Linked DNA regions of Danio rerio: region 1 is linked to region 2. The links are chromatin contacts, called in public Hi-C maps. All regions are on one chromosome and are shown on one strand. The core of a region is the stretch at or near the end of the contact, and the rest is flanking DNA. Distances in the headings are between cores, read along the strand shown.

What was found. A called contact is a pair of places that touch in the nucleus more often than the background predicts.
Region 1: a contact with region 2 is called in a Hi-C map of hematopoietic stem cells, with 2.5 times the contacts expected there. The contact joins the enhancer-like site here to the promoter of cds2 in region 2. A contact is called at or near these places in 3 of 18 Hi-C or Micro-C datasets (caudal fin, hematopoietic stem cells and an unstated tissue).

The regions. Positions count from the first base shown.
Region 1 is chr5:21,921,629-21,928,215 of GRCz12tu, forward strand. It overlaps arhgap25 (Rho GTPase activating protein 25), which reads left to right. Exons shown (of 10, transcript NM_001126404.1): 5 at 2,927-3,059; 6 at 3,151-3,215; 7 at 3,306-3,427. Among named protein-coding and RNA genes, the nearest start is that of arhgap25, 13 kb to the left of the region's middle. Within about 2 kb of position 2,598, at least 15 of the 62 cell types and tissues checked have an H3K27ac peak or open chromatin away from gene starts, as enhancers often do.
Region 2 is chr5:21,873,861-21,880,243 of GRCz12tu, forward strand. It overlaps cds2 (CDP-diacylglycerol synthase (phosphatidate cytidylyltransferase) 2), which reads left to right and starts at 1,424. Exons shown (of 13, transcript NM_201186.1): 1 at 1,424-1,599. The coding sequence starts at 1,534.

The DNA of each region.
Region 1 (6,587 bases), core at 1,348-3,847, 49 kb after region 2:
TTGCTTGTCCAGTAATATATATATATATATATATATATATATATATATATATATATATATATATATATATATATATATATATATATATATATATATATATATATATATAATTTATAATATATAATTTATAATATATAATGTCATGTATCCTGACATTTACAATGTACTTCAAAGAATACCATGATACTACCATGTTGCACTACTATTTGGGTTCAGTTTGGGTCAGTAAGATTTTTCATGTCTCTTGCCATGGCTGCATTTATTTCATCAAAAATATTGTTAAATAGTATTACATCTATACATGACAATTTGGAAGAAATCTGTTATCGTTCCTATAGCTAAAAGTAAGTTTCCCGGGAGTCAAATGATTTCAGACCTGTTGCCCGTACCTCATTAGTTATGAAGTGTTTCGAGAGAATTATTAAAGGTGAGATTTTATTGCAGTCAAAGGACAAATTTAATTCATTGCAGTTTGCATTCAGACAGAGCAGGGGGGTTGAAGATGCTAATCTTACACTGTTAAATGACCTGTTTAATCATCTGGTGAAGTCTAAGACCCATGCCAGATTGTTGTTTATTAATTTCTCTTCTGCTTTTAATACTATGAAGCCACATTTGTTGGTTGAGAAATTAATTTCTCTTTTTAACTTGGATTTTAATGTTTGTGAATGGTTTCTGGATTTTTTAGTAAGACGCTTGCAGTGTGTCAGAGACAATGGTGCTCTTTCTAACTTACAGTATTGTTCTACTGGGTTCCCTCAAGGTTGTTGCCTCTCACCTCTTCTGTTCGTCATGTGTATTAATGATTGTCGGAGTATATACTGTACGGGAACTGTCATATCATAAAGTATGCTGATGATTCGGTGATTGTGAGTCTCCTCCGCGATCAGGATTTTGGGGCATGGTCCTGTTGTAGAAGAATTTACTTCCTGGTGTGATAGATTTTCTCTCCAGTTGAATGTAAATAAAACAAAAGACATGGTGATAGATTACAGGAAGGCTTCTCCTACCCCCAACATAACAAAACTTAAAGGCTTGGACATTGAAATTGTGGACACACATATATATCTAGGGGTTGTTATTGACAATATGTTGACATTTCAACCTAACACTCAGGCTGTTTATAAAAAGTCCAACAAAGACTGTTTTTTTCTGAGGAAACTCGGATCTTTTCAGGTTTGTACCTCTATGATGACATTTTTCAGAAACAATTAATTGAATCTGTTTTATCTTTCTGCATTGTAGCTTGGTACAGTAATCTAAGTGTGTTAAACAAGAACAGGTTAAGTAGCGTGGTGAAGGTGGCAGTGAAGATCATTGGTTTTAACCAAACTGGTCCAACGGTAATTTACCATACTGGTGTTTAAAAGAGAACCCAGGGTATCCTATGCACCCTGGATCACCCTTTGTACTCTGTGTTTTAGCCATCAGGACGTCATTTTAGAGTTTGTAGGACAAATAGAGTTAGAAATTCTTTTATAATAGTGACCACTAGGTCATTAAATGAGTCCAGGGGGAGGGAGATGCACCTACAATGTGATTTATTGTATGTTGTGGGGTAATATTTTATCAATGTGTACATGGAAGTTCGTCTGTGTCACAGCACCTTGCTGCAGTTTTAGTTTCCCTACACGTGATAATAAAGTTGAGTCTGAGTCTTTTCAATAGCTATTTTCCATTTTAGTATTTTAAAATTTGAATTCATTTTTCATCAATAAATGAAGAGATGCAAAAACCTCTAAAAGCCATTTGATATTTTCTTCTAAAATTATAGTTTTTCTCAGTTGCTCAGTAATTTTACTTTTATAGTGACGAACAAGTTATTTTCATTGACTTTCAGGTGAAATAACTGAACATAAACTTGAAAAAAGTTGTCATTTTAGGCCATATTTCAGAAGGCATTTAGATGTTTTTGCATCTGAACTCTTCAAATATTTATTACTGCAGTCTTCAATGTCACATGATTCTTCTACTTTGCATGTTTTCTGATTTCGATCAATGTTGAAAACTATTTTCATTTTTGTATAGTCTGGATTCTTTAATAAGGAGAAAGTTCAATAGGAAGCATATATTTGATTTTAAAAACCTTGATACTGCATATGAAGTATGCATATTATCATTCTCAAAAGTGAAGAGTTAATGTAAAATGATCAGTTATAAAACATTATGATTGTCTTGTACACTGCTGTTACAGTTATGGATTTCTTGTTTCATTTTCTTGCCCCATTCAGCTTGACATGCTTTCATTGTTCTTTCCCCCATTAGTTTATTGATATGACTGTTTATCTGGTTATAGTATTAAAAAATTTGACAGTTAATTTGTTTTGAATTGTGTTGGATTAGTCCTCCCTGGTCAAGAGGAAATTACACAAATAATTAAATTAATTTCTAACAAGAAATCAAGAAACAATCACCATCTTCTAAAATGTTTCACACCTCTTTTTTTATGTCAGATGGCCAGTGTTTACAGTCTTCTATTTTTAAAAATTTTTTTTTTTTTTAAGCTTGCATGAGAATGGGGCTTTTATGTGGATAACCACACACTACATGACCATTTATGGTGAAACACAATGCAGACTGCTTTTAAGAGGAAGTAGTGTAGGTAAAGGGTTTGACCCAAAAAGTTTGTTCTAGATTTGAGCAAGGGAGAGAGAGAGTGACATGTGAAAGCAAGAGAACGAATGCTGGGTAAAATGATTGAGAGGGAGATACAAATGCAGAGTGTTTCAGAGGAACCTTCTATGCATTGAACTGTGGCTGAGCCACATCCTGTCCTGACTAACAAAGATCTTGCCATTCAACGCACGCACATATCAGATATCAAACCACTGCAATCCTAAACATGAACATATATTTAGACTGAAAAAACAACGTTCATAGACATCAATATCAAATTAAAAGTTCGTTCAAACCTTTTTGGATGCAGTGACACTGATGTCCACACGGTGGCGTCATTACTCAAGCTGTACCTGAGAGAGCTTCCTGAACCCGTTGTGCCCTGGACTCAATATCAGGACTTTCTTGACAGCACTCTGATGCTGGATGCCACCACCGCAGCTGTGAGAATCACCTTCACAAAACATTGTCTTTCAGATGAGTGTTGATTTTACGACTAACTGCATTTAATCTGATCAATCCAAGGGCAAAGAGAAGCTGGAGAAACAAATTAGTTTACTGCCAAAAGTGAACTACAACCTCCTGAGTTACATCTGCAGGTATGAATCATTCTAAAAATGTAAAAAGAAAATGCACTGATAACATTAACATCTGCCTCGTATGACGTATGGTCATGTTTGTTATTGCAGATTCCTTTTTGAGGTCCAGCAAAACTCAAAGGTGAATAAGATGAGTGTTGAGAATTTGGCCACAGTGATGGGAGTGAACTTGTTCAAACCACAAGTCGAGGATGCTATTAGTATGATGAAAGGTCAGTTATCATCCTAAAATGGATAAAATATTATAGCCAAGCTTTACAGACATGGCTTAAGGTTACTCCTAGACTAAATTGCTTGTTTGAGCTGTAAAATACTTGCACTTAAACAAATTATGAAACTGTATTTAAGCGACTTAAATACATAAAGTAATAACAAACTTTCCATTCAACTTTTGGTCCCCAATAATATACAACAAACTAATTTGTAATTTTTTTTTACGTATTTAACAGCTTTGAACTTAAAGACATCGAACCTGTTGAAAAAGAAACACTAAAATATAAAAGAAATGAAGAAATAAACAAAAATCCACTATTTTATTTAGTACTTTTACACTACTCAGGAGCTATATACCACCTGGCACCCACGAACAGGTAAAAGCTGATCCATACAATTAATGACAATTTTACAAGGCAAAAGCCGAATCTCAGAAATGTGTGGAGATTTAGAAATCCTGGTTGAACACATTTTTTTAGCCTAAAATAGAGGACATGTCTGGGGAAAAGATGACGTTAGGTCACCCTATTACTTACATTTAGCTAGTACTGTCTTTATTTAAATTAAGAAAGATGCTGAAAACATTCATTAAATATTTTACCCATATTAATATGACAGCATCATACAGCAGATTTTCTGTAATTTTCCAACACATTCCAAAGGTGCTCTACTGGATTGACTTTAGGTGACTGTAGAGGACATTTTGGTATAATAAACTTACGAACTCAGTCATGTTGAAAAAAACTCACTAGCATGATAAATGGATGGTTATGATCAACAACTCAGGTTGTCTGTGTTTTATAAATGATGCTCGGTTAATACTAATACTATTAATACAAAATGTTTTAAGAATACCTCCACTCGCTTACAAGCTGCTTATGTAAATGCTTGCCCAAGCAACCATATGTCCCAGAAGAAATGTTGCAGATTGATCATATGAAGTGACAATGGTGTGTTCATCTGCTTCAATGTTTGATGTGTTGTATATACAGCAGTGGTGTAAAGAGAACTGAAAAATCAAACACAAGTAAAAGCACCTTTTCTAATTACTCAAAAGATAGCGCCTCTAAAAGTATTCAAGAGTAGTGAGAATTACACTGAAAATTATTTCATGTTTTATCTTGCAAATTAAAAATGTAGCTTACATCAGTACTATTTCCATTAAAGTGTGTTTCTAAATTAAAGTTCAATTATTTAATAATCAATCAATAATTTAAAATGTGAGATGAGTTTAATGTGAAATCACATTACATTAATATATGTACCTATAATAAGCCAACAGAAAGCAGGTTGATACGTTAAGCAGGTGGAGCAAAATCTCGGTATAGGGGCAAAAATCTACCTGTGGTGATATGTAAATGCTCTTTAAACCCTAACTAACAAGATAAGAGTGTTCAGCAGTTGGAGCTACAAACCAAGCTCATGCACCGCTAATAGAAAACATGAAATTTGTGCAATTTGTAAAAGGAACATTCTGTAGTGCATTTAGCTAATGTTTAAGGGCATTTCATGATTTCATCATACAGTAGCATTCCTTATCTTCTTCATCAGTGACATACAAGTAGCCCTAACCAGGGATCTGCAACCTTTTTCGTAGCACAGACAGGTGTTTGTATACATTTTCTGCAGACCTAGGAGGGGTGTTAGGCAATGTATTTTGATTGGTATTTAGGTGAAATTACAATTTACAAACTACATCAAACTAATACAAATCACCATAATAGATAGAGAGACTCTTTTTTTCCCTCTCATGCTGTTGTAACTGAATTGAATGAAGATAGGCACTGCGCCCCACATTGTAAATATGTTGCTAAATATGTAAATATGTTGCTAACACAAATAGATGCCGAGTGCTGCCCCGGTGCTGTAGCTCATCTGCTTCAAGGTTAGATGTGTTGTGCATACAGCAGTGGTGTAAAGAGCACTGCAAAATCACACCCAAGTAAAACTGCCATTACTTGCCAAAAACTTTACTAGTTACTAGCCTCTCTAAAAGTGCTCAAGAGTAGTGAGAATTAAACTGAAAATGATTCCACCTTATATCCTGCGATTTAAAAATGTAGCTCATATCAGCCTCGTTTTCTTTTAAGTGTGTTTCTAAGTTAATGTTCAGTTATTTTCCAGTCATTCACTATAAATTTAAAATGTGAGATTAATTTAACGTAAAAATCACATTACATTAATATATGTACTTATAACAATCCCAACACATATAGATGCCAAATGCTGTCCACCGGGACATAACCTAGTAGAAAACATTTAGAAATATTTCAAATTATATTATTGGAGTGGCACAATGTATTTGCATCAGTCTGCAATATTCACATATACTGTATGGAACTATGGATATTGGTTACTTAACGGGTAAATCATAATAAAGTGGGAGTAATTTTGCATTCTTGTGGCCAGGTAGAAACTCTGTACTGGATCAATACTAGTCAACAGGGTCGCAACACAGTGGTTGGGAACCCCTGGTCTAAAATGTCTTCAGTTATCGTGTGTAATGACTTTGCATCTTCTTAGACACTGTTGATGCTTGCACACTGTACATATCTAAACTGCATTTATGAAAATGTTAGTGTTTTGAGGCCTGTCTGACATGCGAATGCTTTTTTTTCTATGTGCAACTTGATGGGAATCCCAGGACTGAGTGTTCTACTTACCCAATCATTTGTTTCTGTAGACTAGAAAAAAATGAAGTATTTACTACAAAGTGAGGAAAATAGCACTGTAAAAGTACCAGTGCGGCACTTAAAATGTACTCAAGTAAAAGTACAAATTTGAAAAACTGCTTAGTGAAGTAATTCCTGAGCAAAAAAAAACTAAATTATAGTCATTGGATTATCATTGTATTATATTGGAAATTTGTCACTTTACACCACTGGTATTTGTTTGTATGGAGTGGTTGTCTTGTCTGTCTAATATCTGGCATCAAGGCATATTTGTCTGCAGAAATGCCACTTACTGGAAATTTTCTTTTTTTTTTAAGCTAGAGTTTTGCATGAAAATCTCAGTTAATCAAAGCTTTCTGAGAAATCACCAGCAGCCATATTGTACCACACCTAATAAAGTGGCCAATGAGTCTATATAGCATACAAACAGTTCATTATTACAGAGTCGTTTCTGGTAAAATGATACACACATTTTTGCTAAAAGTAT
Region 2 (6,383 bases), core at 174-2,673:
TCCTTAAAATACATTTCCATGCACACAAACACATGCTCTTTGTCGGCAATGCCCGTGCAGTTACTTATCCATCGATGCAGAAAAGGGATGTAAAATGATAAATTTTGTCATTTAAAAAAAATTGCATATACTGACCACTGGGTAATAGTATCTGGATGCAGTCTTTATGATGCAAGCTGAGATTGCATCACTCAGCGATGCAATGTCAGATACAATGCACTTTAATGGAGCTAGTGGCATTACTTTGAGGGGTGGGGTAAACTGAGCCAATTAAAAAGCATTGGATGCAGCTCAGATTACACTGCACCAGGTCTGTATCCTGACCCCTCTCGGAAACCCTCAATCATAGATTATATGTAAATATGTGTATATATCTCTGGCTCTGGATGGCCAGTCCTCCACTGCACCCTGATTTCACATTCATTTCAAAGAAGTGCTATCCTGTACTTAAAAGGCGGCTCTATTGACGCATTCCTTCCAATAGACAACAACAGCGTATGGGACATCCAATGTAAATATCTATGGGGACTCTATACTGCTCAGTGAAGTCCTTAGAAAAAAAAGAGTAAGGGCCGAATTTCCCCACTGGCCTCTGTCCATCATGGCCCTCTAACCATCCCCATGTCATCCTAGTCTGCTTTCCACCAAACAGCTGCTGTGTGGTGTGCGGTTTGGCGCAATATGGCTGTCGTCACATGCACATGGATCCTACACAATGGTGGTGGATGAGATTTTTTTTTATAGGAGCGCTTTATAAAATGTAAGGAATTAATATTAGGATCAGTTCACATTTTTCAAGAAAGTGCAGATTAAATTGTAAGATTTGTTATTAGCAATAGCATGTTAGTATATCTATTCAATATATGTTGTTATATTTTAAATATAACAATGAAAACAATTCATTTTATTTTATTTTTTGCTAAAAATAGTTGAATGGAAGCATCTTAACCCACTACTAAGGTAAACTGTTATCTCTTTCTCTCTCTCTCCCTCTCTCTCTGTCTCTCTCAGTATATACAATGTGTCAGTATTTATTACAATAAAAATACCATGGTTGAATAATGACAGTCAAATCATTTAATATAAAATTATAATCTTATTGTAGGCTTAATTTTTAATTGTTATAAATTGAGAGCTCATGATAGCATAATAGCAATAGTCTAAGAATTTAGCTTAATTAACAAGTACATGATGATGATGAATAAATGCATAATAATGAAACAAATTACAATAATGATTTAATTAAATTTCCACTTTAGAAAAACAGCCGTTTTTCTCGAAATATCTAATTAATTAATGTCCACAATCTTCCTTCTCATTTTTCATTAACAATCCTCATCTATCCTCATCTATCTGCCTGTTTTGACGCTACTCACCACTGGTGGCGCTCGTTCACTCGCTCTCGTTCTCTCTGCACGCATGCGCAGTCTCGATCTCCCTTTCCCGTCCCAATAACAATCATTGAAAACGAACAGCAACCCCCCAAAGATTGCTTCTTCGCCAGGCCTCTATTTTCACCAAACCGAGCCCACCATGACAGAATTACGACAGCGAGGAGCGACGGATAAAGAGCTGAAGCATCAACACTCGGAGGATAAGGTAACGTTTCAGAATGAGGCACAGAGATGTATGTTGTTATAGCTTTCATATGAGCTACATGCTGTCATACATGGAAAGACACAAGCGGTTATATAGATCGTCATGTTTATGAATCTGTTGTCATGTCACGGCACGACAGGAAAATACAAGCGTTTAAGTCGTTGGTTTGCTGAGTGATTGTATTATATGAGAGGATAATAAAGCAGATTAGAGCTCATGTTGAGAGTCTGAGCATCATCATGAGTCACGAGCTGATGTTCTTCCTGTCCTGCTCAAATACTTGAAGGTTTCCTGCCCGTATGTCCCAGCAAAACAAACCCTAACACTGTATTCCTTGCAGTTGCTAAAATGAAGTTAAATGGCATGAACAATCCTAGTACTGTTGAGGGCAGCGAGGTTAAAACTCTTCCCTGTGAGCTGTGCTTTCAGCAGAGTTTGGGGGCTTCTGGAGTACATGGACTGATCCTTACACTGTCTGGATCTAAAGGTTGAAAATATGGAGAATGGGAGAGATGTGGGCAGATGGGTGAGTCAACATTCATGTGTCAGGAGTGCTTGACCTGTAGGCATGAGCTCAGACCTTTCAACATCACAGTGTATAAATACTCTTTTTGACTTCACATACTTGAAGACTCATCCGAGTGGCTTGTAATAATCAGTTAATGTTTTGTATTTGTGGAATCTTTACAGATTTGTTTTTTAGTGTATTGAATATTTCAGGATATATTTCATCAGTCAGATGTGATAAAGCACTATAATCTTAGGAATTCTTAGTACTTGCGTACAGTTTTCTGTATATGTCAATATCCATGGTCAATAATTTCTGAGAATTTCCTTGGTCATTTCGATTTGTGTGGCTCAGCAAAAATCTTCCATGTGTATGTTATGTTTCTTTTATAATTTACTTTAAAATAGAGAAATAAGCACAACAACCACTTATATCTTTAGGGCAACCAACATGCAGATGAAAAATCAAAGAATTTTATTAAAATATATATTTTAAACATAGTTTTACCTTGCTAGTGTAGTGTAAGTTTGTACAATGATAAATAGAATAATTTTCAAATGACTTGGTCATGCAAATTTCTCCTTGTGCTGCCTTCGTTCGCATATCAGATTCAGTGGTCAGGCAAATGGATTGTATTTTGCTGCCTAGTGTCTGTCTTTTTTCTTTTTAAATTTACTTGAAAGTTTGCATTACATTTTGGTGCTTATCTAGGCTTGCAGTCCTTCTAAATTCTAAAATATATCAGAGTATAATAGAATTTCTATCATTGTGGATTAAGTTTTTAAAATTAGAAATTACAAATCAGAATCTTTTTTTAAGGCTAATGTCAATGTTAGATTCTCTCAATTTTAATGTAATGTAATCAGTTTTGACTTTGTTAAAGAGGTGTTTCCTCCAAAAATATTATTTAATCACCCTTAAGGCTGATTTATACTTCTTTGTCAAGCACACGCATATGCTCCGGTGCAGCCTGCGTGCAGTCGCATAGCCCTTAAGCCTCTTTTTCACTGCACACGACAAGCGACAGACCGGAAGTCATTAATTTCCAATGGAGAGTAGGCCGGGAGCTGCGTGGAGTTCAGATCATTTCCGTATGTGGAAAATTCGGATCCGAATTGAGCTGTGGATCTGTTGAAACTCCTAAGAATAGACCATATATGATCGGCTGACTGGATGTAATGTATTTTATTGTTGTCCAAGCAGGTCTGTGTATGTGAGATGACAAATATTAGTTGTTGTTGTTGTTGTTGTTTTTAATCAGAAAAAGTCTGTTTAAAAAAACTTTTCTATCCATAAATGAGTAAAAAAAATTTATTATGTTGTCTCCACATTCCCTCCAATATTTTTAGCGGTCTATGAGTTTCTAGTATTCATTCACTCAACCATGGTGAACACACAGAGAATAAAGGTTCGTTTTGCACTCTTATTTAGGACTCTGTTAGAACAGCTTCTCTCCCATGGTGCACAACAAAACTGAAAATTCTGTGTGTGTGATTGCCACAAGACGGCATATTCCGACAGTCGTGTCTAAATGTCATGTGTAGTGGAAAGGCGGCTTCACTGTGGCTGATGGCGACGCAGACACACACTTTTCAGGACTCACAAGTGTTGAGTCCTGAAAAGGAGCTCCAAACGGAAACTTTTGTTTTGTGTTTATCTTATAATTAAAGTCATTGCATGTCCGCCGGTTCCTGGCTCTGAATGAGTGAGTTTTAGCTACTTGTACATTAAGGTTGCGTTCAGAAAAAATTAAAACATTAATGAAGAAACTCTGCACAGAGGAACATTTAAACCTACTGCCAGCTAGCGTTTCAGTTGTTTAGTGTTACTGGAGAGCAACACAAACAGCACACAGAAATATAAATGCATGCTACGCACAAGGCAGCCGCCACGGGTCACGCCGATTACTCGATGCATAAGTATAAACCCTCTTATGGTACACAAACCCTGTAAAACAAAAAATACATGAATTACTGGATTCTGTTGTGTGGACACATTTGTCGGTGGCATTAAAAAAACTAATTCTTATTTTAAAAAAAAAAACAATTGTTTGGGGTCAGTTGGCATTTCTGTGTGGAGTTTGCATGTTCTCCCCGTGTTAGTAAAAGGACTTATCCGAAACGAAAATGAATGAATGAATGAATGAAAATTGTGTGGTCACACAGCCTGATCTCACGAGGAAAGGTAATCATTATACGTTTTGTCGGTTTAGTGGCTAATTCGTACAAATTTGTTTAAGTTCTGTCATCATTGGGGGATGAGCAAATCGTACTGAATTGCAGGAATGAGATCATACGAATTCATACAAATTAGCCACTGAATCAAAAAGTTACGAATTGCCATGAGATCGTGTTGGGTCACACCATTTTGCATACAAAGGTTTTTTGAGTTGGATTTTCCCAAGGTACTAAACAGATTTGTGTTTGTGTTGCTGTGAGAGTTCGAGCATTGTAAGAATTCATCCAAGAGGCAAGAGAGCCCTGCTGGGTTTATTAAATTATAGTACACTATGCAATTGTAATGAAACCAAGAAAGCATGCCTCACTTTGTCTCAGTTGATTTTAGCTGAAGGAAACTGCAAATGTGGACACATCTTCCATATGTGCTTGATTTAATGTTTAATTTCAAAACCACAGGCATTAATAGTTCATTTGTGGCTATAACAGCTTCTCTATTGTCATTACAATTCATCCCAAATTTGTTCCTTGGAGTTCAAGTTTGGTCTATTCAAATTCTTCTACTGGATATTAAATAATTTGCTGCATACTGTGACGCTGTTCCACTGAAAGTCACCTTGCTCTTTTAGTTTGCTCCATTCTTATGTAAATATTTGTCTAGGGAGGTTGTGTGGCATATATTTGATTTTGTGCTGTAATACAGGAATTTAGTTGAGATTATTCACGAGACATCCTGGTCTTATATTTCTCAAATTAGTCAAAAAATGGATAAACAACTGGGCCAGAATTCATTGTTTAGAGGGAATAAAATCATCATTTAGATACAAAAAATTAAGTTGAGTAAAAATATACTTATTGCTGTTCCTTAATATTTGCATATTTTATAGATATAAAAAAATCCAAACCCTTTCAGACATATTAGTTTTCATAACTGTATTATGAATTATAGGGTCATGTTATAGAGCTGAGCAGGATGTATCTAGTTTGTATTATGTATCGCTATATATTTTTATAGACCTTAGGTATAGTTTGATTTTGAGCATGTGAAAAATACTAGAGTACAGAGAGGGAGTTGCTCCAGAAAAAAGTGCTTAATCCAATATGTCTTAAACATGAGTCAGGCTTTATATGAAGGGCTTTAAAATAACTCATAACACATTCAGTTCGAGCAGTTTACCTTTGACTGATAAATGTGAAGCTGAGCTGACAGATTTGCTACTTGTGCTGGTTTAAGATATGATGATTTCCTAAGTAACTGTACACTCTCTATCTGTAAATGTTTCAAAGTCATAAAAATATTTCCATTTAGGTGACAGGAGGACATGAGCCGTCTGCAAGTTTCTGCTAAACGTCATAAACTCCAGTAAACTGCTGCAGCGTGCATGAATTCCTAGAAAGTGAAGCACAATTAACTACCTAATGCACATTTTGCAATAATATTTATTGTCAGACAGTGAATTTAAATCATTCTTTAAAGGTGTTGTATTTCTATTGTAATGTTACGTTACAGTGTCATGATTGTTTAACCTTTTTTTGGTCATAATATGTACGATAGCCTATGTGGTTATATGCACTAGTCTTTAATCTGGAAATAAAAATAAACGGTGGCTCAGTTGTTTTCACAGTCACCTCACAGCAAAAAGGTCACTGGTTCGAGTCTCGGTTGGGCCAGTTGGCATTTTTATGAGGAGTTTGTATGTTCTTCCTATGTTGGCCTGGATTTCCCCTCAGTCCGAAGACATAGTAAATAGGATGAACTAAATTGGCCGTAGTGTATGTGTGAATGAGTGTAAAAGAGTTTCCTAGTACTAGGTTGCGGCTGGAAAGGCATCTGCTGTGTAAAACATATGTTGTAATAGTTGGCGGTTCATTTCGCTCTGGCAACCCCTGATGAATAAAGGAACTAAGCCTAAGGAAAATTAATAAAATTATATAATGAAATATAAACAAAATAATAATTACTTTTCAAAATCCATATATAAAAGTGTACAGAATGCTGAGATGTATTTCAGTATGTCGCATTTGTGCCTAGGCAATTTTTTCTCACTTTGCAAAGCCCTAATTGTAACTTCATAATGTTCTCCTCATTTGTCTCTAGT